Regions from separate parts of the Callithrix jacchus genome. Here region 1 is linked to region 2. The links are chromatin contacts, called in public Hi-C maps. All regions are on one chromosome and are shown on one strand. Each heading gives the region's core, a stretch centred on a gene start, on an enhancer-like site or on the middle of the called end of the contact. The rest is flanking DNA. Distances are from core to core; before and after follow the strand shown.

Region 1 (7,098 bases), core at 3,129-5,628, 250 kb before region 2:
AATGGCTTGCACATAGCCTTACTGGGTAAATGATGTTGAAACTAGCCGTCAAGAGAAGTAGATCAATGAGAAATCACTAAGGCCCGAAGAACTTGAGGTCTACAACAAATGCGACAAAGGAAAAACAGGACCTTTCTCTAATTAATTTACGGATATGAATGCCTAAAAGGTGTCATTTACGGGAGGAGATCCACATTGGGTGTTGAATTTATCAACTGGATTTTATTGTGGAAGAAAATAAAACCACCAAGCAAGTGAGTATGCTAGAATTGTACTTGGAGGCAATATGATGTAGCAGAAAAAAACGCGTTTGGAGTTTGATAGGTCCAGGTAAATTCATGGCTCAGCCATTTACTAGCTATGTCCCCTTGGATGGATCCAGGTTTCTTGTACAGAACTAGGGTTTTAATATCTACCTTGACAGATTTGAAAAAAAATATATATTTACTCAGTGCCTGGTACATTGGTACCCAGTAATTCATGTCCAGGTTCAGTGGGAAGGATATGAAGCATGAGGAAAACTATAAGATAAATGTTCAAAGAAGTATTATAACTATACACAGGCTGGGCACGGTGGCTCACACTTGTAACCCCAGCATTTTGGGAGGCCGAGGCGGGCAGATCATCTGAGGTCGAGAATTTGAGACCAGACTGACCAACATAGAGAAACCCTGTCTCTTCTAAAAATACAAAATTAACCAAGCGTGGTGGCAGGCGCCTGTAATTCCAGCTACTTGGGAAGCTGAGGTAGGAGAATCGCTTGTACCTGAGAAGCGGAGGTTGTGGTGAGCCAAGATCGTGCCATTGCACTCTAGCCTGGGCAACAAGGGTGAAACTCTGTCTCAAAAATAAATAAATAAACTACACACAGATGAAGGTCATCTGGGTGGAAATACGATGGCAATCTTACAGATGAGTCTTATTGTCCCACTGGATATTTGCATTAAAAGCCTGCTAACATTTGTAGCTGAAGCTTTAGTGCAGCTTGGTATGACTATTACAAAGTTTATATCTCTGAAAATTTCACTGAACCCAGAGCAACAGGTTCCTGTATTCATTTCACAAACTTATTAAGCACTTACTGTGCATTGGCTACTTTTTAGGAGCTAGGCATACAGCAGTGAACAAAACTGTCAAAACTCTAGCCTCATGGCACTTACATTCTAGTATACTGGGAATGAGAAAAAATAAAGATGCTACATAAACTAGGTGAAAAGGTAACAGCTTCTTTTTTCTTTTCCCTTTTTAAACAGGGTCTTGCTCTGTTGCCCAGGCTGGAGTGCAATGATGTGATCATAGCTCACTGTAGCCTCCAACTCCTGGGCTCAAATAATCCTCCTGCCTCAGCTCCTGAGGAGCTGGGACCACAGATGCAGATGTATGTCACTACACCTGTTTAATTTTGTACTTTTTATAGAAACAGAATCTCACTATGTTGCCCAGGCTGATCTTGAACCCCTGGCCTCAGGTGATCCTCCCACCTTGCCCTCCCAAAGTGCTAGGATGATAGGTGTGAGCCCCTGTGCCTGGCCTAGTAACAACTTCTATGGGCGACATCGGCAAGAGACAATAGATGCTAAAGAAGTATGCAACTTAGAATAGGATGGTCAGCGACGGCCTCACCGGGAAGGTAACTCAACAGGCCAGGGAAAGAGCCACGTGGATGTCTGGGGAAAGAGCAGAGGAGGCAGCATGTGCATGTCCCTGAGGTGGGAACGAGTCAGAACTGTAGGGGGCAGTAGATCACGATCTTCGAGCACCAGACTCTGCTGAATACTCACAATGTATTTTAAAGAGCAAAAAATAAAGGATTTTTTACGATTTGTTTATTTTATTCATTCATTTATTACTTATTTACTATTTTTTAAATTTTTTTTACTAAATTTTACTATTGCCTGACATTCTGCTTCCTTTATAAGACAAACACCTGTTTGGTACCATAAAGTTAATTTGATCATTGTGCTCCTCTTTCTTCTGTATTTTGTTAGAGAATACTTAAATAGAATTCACTAGATTCTATGTGTTTTCCAAACACACTTTATAAGTATAAATTCCCTTAGTTCTCATAACCACCCTGAGGTAGGTACTGTTGTTATTCCCATTTTGCAAGGGGGTAAACTGAAGCACAGAGAAATTAGGTTGCTTGTCTAAGATCATACGGCTAATAAACACCAGAGCTAGCTGGGCGCGGTGGCTCACGCCTGTAATCCCAGCACTTTGGGAGACTGAGACAGGCAGATCACTGGAGGTCAGGAGTTTAAGACCAGCCTGGCCAACATGGCAAAAGTCCGTCTCTACTAAAAAATATAAAAATTAACCAGGCATGGTGGAGGGCACCTGTAGTCCCAGCTACTCGGGAGGCTGAGGCAGGAGAATCGCTTGAACCAGGGAGGCAGAGGTTGCAGTGAGCCGAGATTGTGCCATTGCACTGCAGCCCGGGCAACAGAGTGAGACTCTGCCTCAAACACACACACACAACCACACACACACACACACAAACACACACACACACAACCACACACACACACACAGCTGTGCTTTGTACCCAGTCTACCTGGCTTTGGAGCTCATGCTCAGCCTCTGATGAAGGCACATCCCCTCCCAGCGGTGTGCTGGAGCCAGCTCAGCCCAGCCCACAAGAGCCGACTGTGTGCATCTCCTGCCTCTTCTGCATCAGTAACGTCACTTTGGTACTTAACATTAGCCATAGTAGGAGTGTTTACATCACAGAAATAGGCCAATGCTGTAAGTCCAGGCCTTGCATTCCGGAAAACTGGATGTTGCACATTTTCCAGCACACCGTGATTCCCTCCCACCTTCTGCACCCCAACCTAGGTTGCATCCCCCTTGAAGCTTCCCCTGATTTCATTCTACCTAACATCTGCACTCCAGCCTCACCTGCAATTCTGGCACTGTTACATTACAACAGGGCTAACGTCTGCCGGGGTGGTTTGACCGCTGAAGTAAACGTCCTCGCAGGAATTTCCAGGACAGCATAGTGGCAAGAACGGGCGTTCCTGTGATCAGGTGGACCTAGGTTTGAATTCTGGCTCAGTGAGGTACATGGCTAATAGCAATTCACTTCCTGTCCCTGTCCACTGGTCTCCCTTGTCCATAAAATGAGACATAACAATACACACCTACTTGAAGCCTGGTTGTGGGGACCTGGAGCAAGGCCAGACAGAGTCAAATCCAAACTCATGACTGGCCTCCGCAGCCCCACAGAACACCTGCTTTTCAGCACTACCTCTCACCATCTCGTGCTTGGCCCCTGAGGCTCCACCACATCCCATTCTGGGACGTGGACCTGCTTTCCCTCTGCCCGACTCTCATCACAGATGCACATGACTGCTTCCTCCACGTGGGGTCCACTCAAGCCCAGCAGCTCAGCTCCAGGCCTCACTGCTGCTGCCCACCCACCCCATGCATCCTCCTGTGCCCCTCTGCTGTTTCCTCCATAGCACTCATAGCATCTAACCTATTTTTTTCTGTCTGTTTTAGGAGCCCCTTGATGGCAAAGTCCCGTTTTACGCCTCCCTGTGTCCCCGGCACATGGAGTAGCACACACTAGCTGGGTGGGGTGTTGGGAAGGATCTTCCAGTCCTCTGGGATCTCAGAGAGTGGAGGTTGGTAGGGGCTCTGACTGTGTCACTGCTGCCTGTGTCTGGGCCAGTGTGGGCTGCCCCGTCCACCCAGGAAACCCCTGGGCCCTGCACTTTATCCAGGCAGAGGGAGGAGAGGGTTCATCAGAAACTGCATTGTCAAATATTTATCAAAGGCTTTCAATTTGCAAACTTGCAACTCCAGCAAGCACAGAGCAAACCACTGTCTTTCAAGTGGCCTCTGGCAAGACTTCCAGCCTGTCACTGGATGCTGAGTGGGAATGTGTGGGCAGAGGGAGTGCTGCTGTTGAAATCAGTTTAGAATTTCCTGACCCCTTTTTTTTTAACTCTTTACATTTCAGCTGCTGCAGTCAGAGGAGGAAATCCCCTGTTGTCATCCTACCTTTACGGCATCCAACATTTTGCCTGGAAATCATCAATCTGATCATCGACCATCCGGAGACCTCCTGCCTGCCCCTGCGGGGTCGCTCCCCAAACCTTGGCATTTTAAGAGGTTTTAAGAACTCACAAGTATCCCCTGATAAAGTGATTCATAATTTGTACAAAGCCTGCATGGAACGTGGTAGAGGAGAGGCCCGAGGGAAGTCACATTAATCCTGTGTGTAGGCATTTGGGCCGTGTAGGCATTCATGGGGCAGAATCACTTCTTGTGTATCAACCACAAAGAGCACTTAGCAGGCTGTGTGCAGAAGCTGTCCTGGTCTGTGGTGCGAGCTCTCTCGTGGCCCCATCATCAGCACTTAGGTGACAGAGGAGGGGCACAGTCCAGGGCTGCAGGGGCCAGCGGTGACAGGGATCTAGATGTACTCAGCTAGAGTGGTTCTGACGGTGTAAGAGGCTATTCTGGCCATGGACATAGCTTTGGGCTCTAGCTTTGCCGCTGCTGTCTCTGGACAGGAACTCCAGGCAGGAGTCCTCTACCCAAAATACTATGGCCAGGAAAGCAAAGCAGTGCATTATTTTTGCGGGGGTGCGAGCATTCTGGAAACCAGCCTGAAACGCGTGGCTGAGGCCTGTGGCTTGACGGCTCCTCCTGGCTCCAAGTCCTGCTTGTGATTTTCCCTAGCTGGGTGCACAGGAGAGGTGAGGGGAGGGCCCTCGCGTGTTTGAGAGTGGAATGGAAAGAGCTGGCCAGGCCCACCCAGGGGTCACCACCTGGAGCAGGACATTGGAGGAAGGTACAGAACAGAGACCTTCAAACACCCAGGGCCCCTGCTAGCCTGTGGACTGATGGTGACCAGACCCAGCTGGTACCCGTTCCTTCAGGGAAGAGCCGCAGGAGGGAGGAGCGGGGTCCCCTCCACCAGGGCCCAGGGCAGCCAGAGGCCGCAGCTTCAACCTCCTAACCATAAAAAGTGTAGCTTTTGTGGGGAAGCAGAGGAGGAAGAAGGAGAGGAAGGGACTGGTTAAAGGATACAGCTAGATAGGAGGAATAACTTCTAGTGCTCTATAGCACTGTGGGGAAACTACAGCCAACAACATTTATTATATATTTTCAAACAGCTGGAAGAGAGGATTTTGAATGTTCCCAACACAAATGCAGGATAACTATCTGAGGCCATGGGTATGCTAATCACCCCGACTTGGTCACTACGCACTGTATGCATCAAAACTCACTCAGTATACCCCGTAGACACGTACAATTATTATGTGTCAGTTTTTAAACATGTTTTTCAAAGGTTTGTAAAAATCCTTAGGGTGGGGGGTGGGGGTGGAGGACAAGGGGAGGGAGAGCATTAGGACAAATACCTAATGCATGCAGGGCTTAAAACCTAGATGATGGGTTGGTAAGTGCAGCAAACCACCATGGCACATGTACAGCTGTGTAACAAACCCGCATGTTCTATCCCAGAGCTTAAAGTAAAAAAAGAAAAAAATTCCTTGTGGGAACGGATGCATATATTTTCAAAGAGCACGGGTGAAGGTGTTATTAATTAAAGATCAGTGGCTTCTGAGTTGGGACTCAATGGGTATAGAGTTTCCGTTTTCCAAGACATCAAGAGTCGGGAACTGGAAGGTGGTGCTGGCTGCAGGGCATCATGACAGTGGGTGAAAACGCTGAGCTGCGCACCTCAGAATGGTTAGGATGATAAATTTCATGTGCATGTTGCCACAATTTTAAACACTGAAAAAAAAAGTCAGTGGCTCTTTCCCTACTTAAGAGATTGGTGAACATTTGTCCTGAGATAGGAATCGGGGCCTTCTGACCCCAGGTGTCCTCTGGGCATCTCCCTGAGCCCTAAAGTTCCCTTTCCCGTGACCTCCAGGAAGAGAGCCTGAAAGAGTGGCTGGACAGCTGGCCCAATTCATTCAGGTGAAGAACTTCATTTGCTTTAAATGTCAGCTCCTTTTGCTTTGCTTACTAAGTTCACCTTTTTGGGTAACCTGTTTTTGTAGAGCTCATGTTTTGTCCTCAAGCTTCCTGAGCGCTATGCATTTTCTGAGCCAAATCATTAAAATCTGACATTTGTTTTTTGTTTTTTTCTCTTGGCCACAAGTAAATACACATTTAAGCAACAGCTTCCTACAGCTTTTGAATTATGCAATATAAAAATGCCAGTGTGTTTTAATTTCAGATTTGTAGGTCATGTAATTGGAAAATGATTTCAATGAAAAAAATGTAACTTTTAATCTCTGAAACAAGAATGAGAAAGTTATCGCTCATCTCACTCTCCAAATTCCCAGGGCCATGTGCCTCGCTGTGTCCTGGACTGGCCTCACCATGTGTCAGTCCTGCTCCTGAGCCTGCTGCTGAGCTTCCAGACACCTGGCCCCGCCCGGTCAGACTGGATTTCTCCAGATGCTTCTGGTATTGTAGAAAAAACAATTGAGCATATTTAACAAGTTCCTTTGTGTGTGCCAGACAGGGTTCTAAGGGTTCTATGAACGCTGACAACGTATAATTCCCACCACAATCATGGGAAATAGGTGCTACTTTCATTTTTATTTGTTATTTTCTTTAGAGGCAGAGTTTCTCTCTGCCTAGGCTGGAGTGCAGTTTCATGATCATGGCTTATCATATCCTTGAACTCTTGGAGTCAAGTGACCTTCCCGCTTAAGCCTCCCGCTTAAGTGAGTGACTGGGGCTACAGAGAGGCACCCCCATGCCCAGCTACTTTTTAATTTTTATTTTGTAGAGATGGGGTCTGGCTATATTGCCCAGGCTAGTCTAGAACTCCTGGCCTCAAGTGATCCTCCACTGTAATTACAGCTGAGAGCCACTGAGCCCAGCCTATTTGTAATCTGTATTTCCTAGACTTGATACTCAAGCACAAAGAAGTTAAGCAGCTTGCGGGGGGCCACAGAGCCAGTGTGAATCCAGCCTCCCTGCTTTTCATGGGATGTTATACTTCACACCTTCAGAGAGCTGCCCCCTCTGCCATGACGCTGTCACCTCTTCCTTTGCTAGGTAGACTCCACTCCTTCTGTAAGAATCTTCACATTGCTTGCTCTATTCCAGTCTCCCCTGTCCCTG
Region 2 (6,520 bases), core at 708-3,207:
ACGGTTAAATCATCCACACTGATACAGAGGCCTGATAAAACATCGGGATTGCATTTGATAACCACGTTTCTCTTACACATTCTCAGGTCTTTCAGTCTCTTAAGTTTTTAGTCCTCTTTATTTACTATATTAATCTTGAAAGGTACACAAGGTTCTTATCTAAAATTAATATTTTAATATTTATTTAAAATTTTATTTTGTTTATTATGAAAGTATTTATTTAAACTTACAAAGACAACAGCAACTAAGAATGGCCATGACTGAATAGAGCAAAACTAATAAAATAAATAAAATAAAGGAGTATATCCCTGAAATGTTAAGAAAGGCACTAGCCCAAATCATCAGGACTGAGACTCCGTCCTGGGTTTGCTTTAAGGCCTTTAGTGTGAAGCCGATGGCTGCCAAGCCATCCCAGAAGGCGGCGCTTGTCCCTTAGGAGCTTAGAGTTGAAGCAGACGAGGCAACCCCTAGCGTTGGGCAGACGCTGAAACTCAGCACTTATACACAGGACTGATGTTGTAACTCCCACACAGATGCCTCAGGTTCCTCTGATGCTTCTTTTCTCAGGGTCTCTCATATCCGTCTTCTTTCATGACCCAGTCCTAATAATCACATAAGTTGGATCCTTTATCAGACACTCAACAGAAGCAGACTTTGTCAATTACAGGTGGAGGGAGCCTGGCAAAGAAGCTATCCATAAAAACAAGGGTGACCTGGCAGGCTTCAGAAGCCTTCTCAGGGTGATCCCAGCAGGCAGGGGACATCCACCCTCACTCAGGACACCCTTGGGCACTCTGCGCATGGCCCACACAGCTGCAGCTAGTTAAGCCCTTCTGGGCACCGTGTGTTTCTGTGACCTGCTCTTCCTGTGTCTTGTACTCATTATTTTTTCCCATCACATCACATGTTCCTACAGTTTAGAGACAATGCTGACTTTTCGTCTTCCATCCTCCACAGCACACAGTGGGGCTCCTGCCACCCTGGGCCTTCTTGTGTCCTGGCTGAGATGTGGACGGCCCTGCTCTCTCGCCGGATCCTCCCGGGTCATGGAAGGGAAGGATTCTTTGAAGAAATATTCAACTTCCTTACCCACCACCTGTGCGCCTTGGGCAACAGGAGTTCTCAAGTGCCATGGCTTTCATTTTCTCAGCTACAAAATGAAGGGACTGTAACAGCCTTCTGTTTTGAAGAATCCCACTTGAATTCATATATATCATATATATACACAGACACACATATATACACAGACACACATATATACACAGACATATATATATATATATATCAGATTATTTGTGTTTCTTTTTTCCTCTAAACCGTTTTCAGCCGCTTTAAGGGGGGAAATCGTGTTTTTTTGTTTTTGTTTTTTTGAGATGAAGTTTTGCTCTTGTTGCCCAGGCTGGAGTGTAATGGCAGGATCTCCGCTCACCGCAGCCTCCGCCTCCCAGGTTCAAGCAATTCTCCAGCCTCAGCCTCCTGAGTAGCTGGGATTACAGGCTTGAGCCCCCATGCCCAGCTAGTTTTGTATTTTTAGTAGAGACGGGGTTTCTCCACTTTGGTCAGGCTGGTCTCGAACTGGAGACCTCAGGTGATCCGCCCGCCTCGGCCTCCTAAAGTGCAGGGATTACAGGCAGGAGCCCCCGCGCCCGGCTGGGAAACCTATGTTTAAAAAATGATGTGGTTGCGCCCTCCAATGGTTAAGCTTGAAGTCAGCAGGAGGTTTGGGTGACAGCAGGGCTCCTAGGAAAGCGCAGGCCCGGCTCAACGGCGGAAGGACGAAGGTGGGTCTCGAGATACTGAATCTGCTATTCCGGAAAGCACCGAATCGCCATGTAGACCGGTTGCCAAGTATGACTGAGAGCCCCAAGGCGTCACCAGCCTAGGCATCCCAGCCTCGGTGCTTCGAGTCCCACTTCTGCTCGGCTAGCGGGAAAGGCACGGCTTCGGGGCCACTTCCAGGCCTTCAACACGCGGCTAGTGCTGGGAATCCTGGCGGCCGCGGCTCTTCCGTCTCCGGCGGACCCAGCACTCAGAGAAGCCACAGAGGCTCGGCCGCTGCTGCCCACCCCCGGCACCCGCCGGCCCGCCCCTCCCGGCTCGGCTGTAGGGCTGGGGCGCCTCCAGGGGGCAGCCGTCAGCCCGCGTCCCGGGGAAGCCTCTGGCCGCCCCGGCCGCGCGCCCGCAGACGAGCTGCGCCGCCCAGCGGGGTGGGTGGCGGGACAGCCGTGCACGCTGCCGGCTTTTGCTCGCTCCTCCGCGGGTCCCGCTGGATCGCCAGGTTCGCTGCAGACTGACATAGAACAACAAACGCAAACTCCCAACCCCAGGTGAATTGCAGGGCCCCGCTCACGTGCGGGGCGTTTCTGCCTATTTCCAGCCTCTGGATGCAACAGAATGGGTGAAGAACTGACAGTGACGGCGTAGGGAATTCCATAAGGTATACAATGAAAAGTAAATGGCAGATGAAAAATGGGAGCTTTGGTTTCTAGTCAAAGTCTAGACAACTTCCTCAGGAAGCGATTCCGCAGACGCAGCCCAGGTGGCAGGAGAATGGCAGCGTAGCCAGCTTTTAGGATTCCCTGAGCGCTATGCTAGCAGGGAGAGAAAGGGTTAAAGACCCTCCTGTCCTTAGCATCACCGCGAACGAACGTTTACTGAGCACTTACTTTATAAAGAGCACGGTGATCGATGCTGGGGAATATTCAGAGGAATGAATAGGGCAATCTCATTTTCCAGGTGTATGTTCACTGGAAGGGTCCCCGGCTGCAGGAACTGGGTAGTTACTGGTCAACGGCAACCACTGCGCCCTGGCCATTGGTTCTGAAACATGCCGTAAATTTCAGATATGTTTTCTGCCTCCAAGAGATTTACATGCTAGAAAAAAAAAGGACACATAAATATAAGGAGATAAATAATAGCCCAGATATTTAAAAAAAAATTTTTAGTTGGGGTGAAAATACACATAACATTTACCATCTTGATCATTTGTACGTGTCCAGTTCAGCGGTGTTAGAACATCCACGCCATTGTGCAGCCACACTCCAGAACACTTTTCATCTCATAAAACGGAACCTCCATAGTCATTAAACAACATTTTCCCATTCCCCTTCTCCTAGCTCCTGAAAACCACCACTCTACAGATGCTCCTTGACTTATGATGGGTTTAGGTCCAGATAAATCCATGAAAGTTGAAAATAGTTGAAAATGCATTCCATGCCCCGAACCTGCTGAACATCATAGCTAAGCACAGACTACCTCAAACGTGCTCAGAACACTTACATTACCCTCCAGTTGGGAAAAATCACCTAACACAAAGCTTGTTTTCTAATAAAGTACAGAATATCTCCTGTAATGTATTCAAGATCAGAGTCATGTGTTGCCCTGAGCTGTCACATCTCGTCGGTTTCTTTCCATCTGGAACAGTTTCTCAGTCTTTGCCTCTCGTTCACGTCTGTCTTGGTTTGTTCTGGCTGCCATAATGAAGCCTCATTGACTTACACAACAATATTGTCTCACAGTTCTGAAGACCAGAAATCCAAGTTCAAGGTGTCGGCAGGGTTGGTTTCTTCTGAGGCCTCTCTCCTCGGCTTCCATGTGTCTTCACGTGGTCTTCCCTCTGCATGTGTCTGTGTCCTAATCTCGTCTTACAAAATCACCAGTTATGTCAGATTAGGGCCCACGTCAATGGCTTGATTTTAATTTTTTAAAATTCTAACTTAATTGCCCCTTTAAAGAAACTATCTCTGAATTATAGTCACATTTTGAGGTACTGAGTGTTGGACTTTAACATATAAATTTTGAGGGAGACATGATTCAGCCCATAAGTGTTCTTGAGAGCCTTAGAAGGTACAAGCCTTTCAGAGTGTAAAATGACATACACTTGGGTCCCTCTAATGTTATCTTATGACTAGACTCAGTCCACACATCTTGGCAGGACGACGTCAGAAATTATGCTGTGTTCTTTTCAGGGCAGGCTCTATCACCCTGACCCACTTCTCTGACGCCAACGTTTTCCAAATGATCAAGCTGGTGTCTGCCAGATTCAATATCATGTCAATATCCTGTTCTTTTGTTAAACGTTCACAGGCATCTTTAGCAGGCAGTTAGACTTTTCAGTTGAGAGAGGGGAAGGAAAAGTGGAAAGAGAGGAAAAGGTGGAAAGAATAAAGTTTTTTTTTTAAAGTTAAAATAGCATTTTAAGGTTCTTAACTAGGAATGTTTAAAAGGGGAGACCAATAACTACTATTTTCAGTTCCTTGTTTTTCTTGTAGCTCTGCCTATGATGACAATAGTAATGCCTACATAAATCAAGAAAATGTACTCTAAGAGAGGCGTTTAACTAAGCAAAGTCTCATTAGTAATGATAACTCAGAAGATTTGTTTTTTTTCAGAGTTTTCAATGGGCTAAGGTTTCTCTAGGTATCATTTCTTTTCATTCTGACTACAACTGGATGAGGTGGCATTATTGTCATTTGTCTTATAGGTGAGGAAACTGAAGTACAAACATATTAAGCAACCTGCCCAGGGTCCTACAGCTAATAAGCCTCCTCGGAGTCTCTGAGTCTAAAGCCTGTGATTGCAGTCATTACTTACATTGCTATCTGGGCACAATGCAGCCACTCAGTCTCTGCACTGCTAGAGATCTGAGGTCCTACATGCCCCAAAGTTGAGTTCATTTCTAAATTTAGTATCAAAATGATGAAGCAGTTTCCAAAACTGGAAAATGAGTTTCCATTCCCTGTTCTAATTAGAATTTTTATAATGTTTTCTTTGTTTAGTTTTTCAAGTTCCAATTTTTTTTTTTTTTTTTTGAGAGGAAGTAATGCCTTGACTCTGCATTTCACTTGGGTAGCTCGAGAAGAGGACTGAATTCTTCTTGTGGAATAAGCTACGACCGGAAAGTGCAGTGTGTCAGCAGCAACAAGTGCTAGTCAGAGAAAGAATTAGCTTCAAAAAACACAAAACATAGCCTGGCCATCAAGGAAGGGAGGGCCTGAGTGCAGACTTTAGCACGTCCACACACCACAGGGCAAGATGTCGGACCAGCCCGATTTTTACCTAAGACAGGGAGGAGAGCAAGTATCTCTTGGAACTGGCTAATCTGCCTAGCTAGGAGCTTTATATACTCTAAACAACCAGGTGAAGTTAGCATTTTTACCTTCATTTTGTGACAGGAAAAGTGTGGTTCGGAGAGATGAAGATGACCCTAGGTCAGTGCTGGAGCTCAGATGAGAACCCACATTTGCCCGGCTATCTGCAAATCTCAGGTTCTTATTTACATCACACTGACTACTTTTTGGTGAGTGATATCCCATTAAGAATTGAGATTGTGTTTCCCAACTCCCCCAGAGCCATGTGCCAGGCTCTCCTGTAATGTAGTCAGCACTTGGTGGGTGGGAATAAGGTGCCCAGGAGTGAAGATGCCACCATCGGTGAGGACCCCGGCTGCACTTACAGCTGTGTGACTTGGGTATGATCCTTAAGCCATGTGCTCACCATTGTGCTCATCATGAAACAGGGATTATAGTATCTGACTCATAGAGTGAAGAGGATTAAACGTGATCTTTCGTACTGTAACTGGGTTGTGGGATGGGACGGGGCTGAGTTCCCTCCCCCATGGGATGTGCCCAAGGTTCTTGGGCTTTCACTCACCCAAGAATGCGGAGAAGGTCCTGGAGGTGTGGTGAGCTCCTTCAAGTAAATATTGGACCTAAAGAGTTTTGCAGAGAGTGATTTATTAGGCAAAGAGAGAGAGAGAGAGAGAGAAAGTAGAGAGAGCTCCCATGGGCTTGTGGGAGGGGATCCCAGAGACGAAAATCCCTATAGGGAGAGAGGGAGAGACAGCTCCCACATTACCATTGGAGGGGATCCAGAGATGGAGTCTGTATAGGTAAGGGAGTAGCGGGATTTTAACCCCAGAGTTACCCCCGCCTCATTCAAGTTCTTGTCCAGTGAGAGGAGCTTTTCCAAACTTCCTCTGCGATCTTCGACTCTGATATTGGATTGGTTGCCTGACCCACAATCAAAGCCTCCTCCCTTGGAGCTTTCATTGGGCTTTCTAAACAAAGGAAGCTCACCTGGGCTTTCTACTCAGCCTGCCTGCAGGAAAGTTAGATAAAGAACTGTAAGTTCCCAGATGGGGAAATGGATGAAGCCCTGTCAAGCATGTCATTGGGAATTTTCTGCCTTTGAAACCACGCCCCTTGTGGACTCGGTTTTCCTTGACACAGTCCCTCAATACCACATACTTAAGACAGGGTCTTGCAAATAGTAAGTGCTCAACAAAAGTCAGCAATGATCAATTTATATAACTAACTGGTCTGGTCAGACTGCTGACTGAATTATTAACTTGGAGTGCTGTTCCCCGAGGGTTACAGAATAGCCCTATCCTATTCAGTAGGTTAAAAGGGAACCTGAGTGAGTGCGTGTATGGCATACAAAGTCATTACATTTAGGATGATGGTAGCTTGAATGGTAGAGTCCAATATTCAAAGCCTGCGAAGCTGGAGTAATGTGCAGC

What was found. A called contact is a pair of places that touch in the nucleus more often than the background predicts.
Region 1: a Hi-C map of skeletal muscle shows a contact between it and region 2, with 7 times the contacts expected there. The contact joins two enhancer-like sites. A contact is called at or near these places in 3 of 3 Hi-C or Micro-C datasets (induced pluripotent stem cells and skeletal muscle).

The regions. Positions count from the first base shown.
Region 1 is chr5:143,254,656-143,261,753 of calJac240_pri, reverse strand. No RefSeq gene overlaps it. Among named protein-coding and RNA genes, the nearest start is that of TNFRSF19, 140 kb to the right of the region's middle. Within about 2 kb of position 4,378, at least 2 of the 16 cell types and tissues checked have an H3K27ac peak or open chromatin away from gene starts, as enhancers often do. A contact at or near this core is called in skeletal muscle, where this site is marked.
Region 2 is chr5:142,999,853-143,006,372 of calJac240_pri, reverse strand. No RefSeq gene overlaps it. Among named protein-coding and RNA genes, the nearest start is that of SACS, 38 kb to the right of the region's middle. Within about 2 kb of position 1,957, at least 10 of the 16 cell types and tissues checked have an H3K27ac peak or open chromatin away from gene starts, as enhancers often do. A contact at or near this core is called in skeletal muscle, where this site is marked.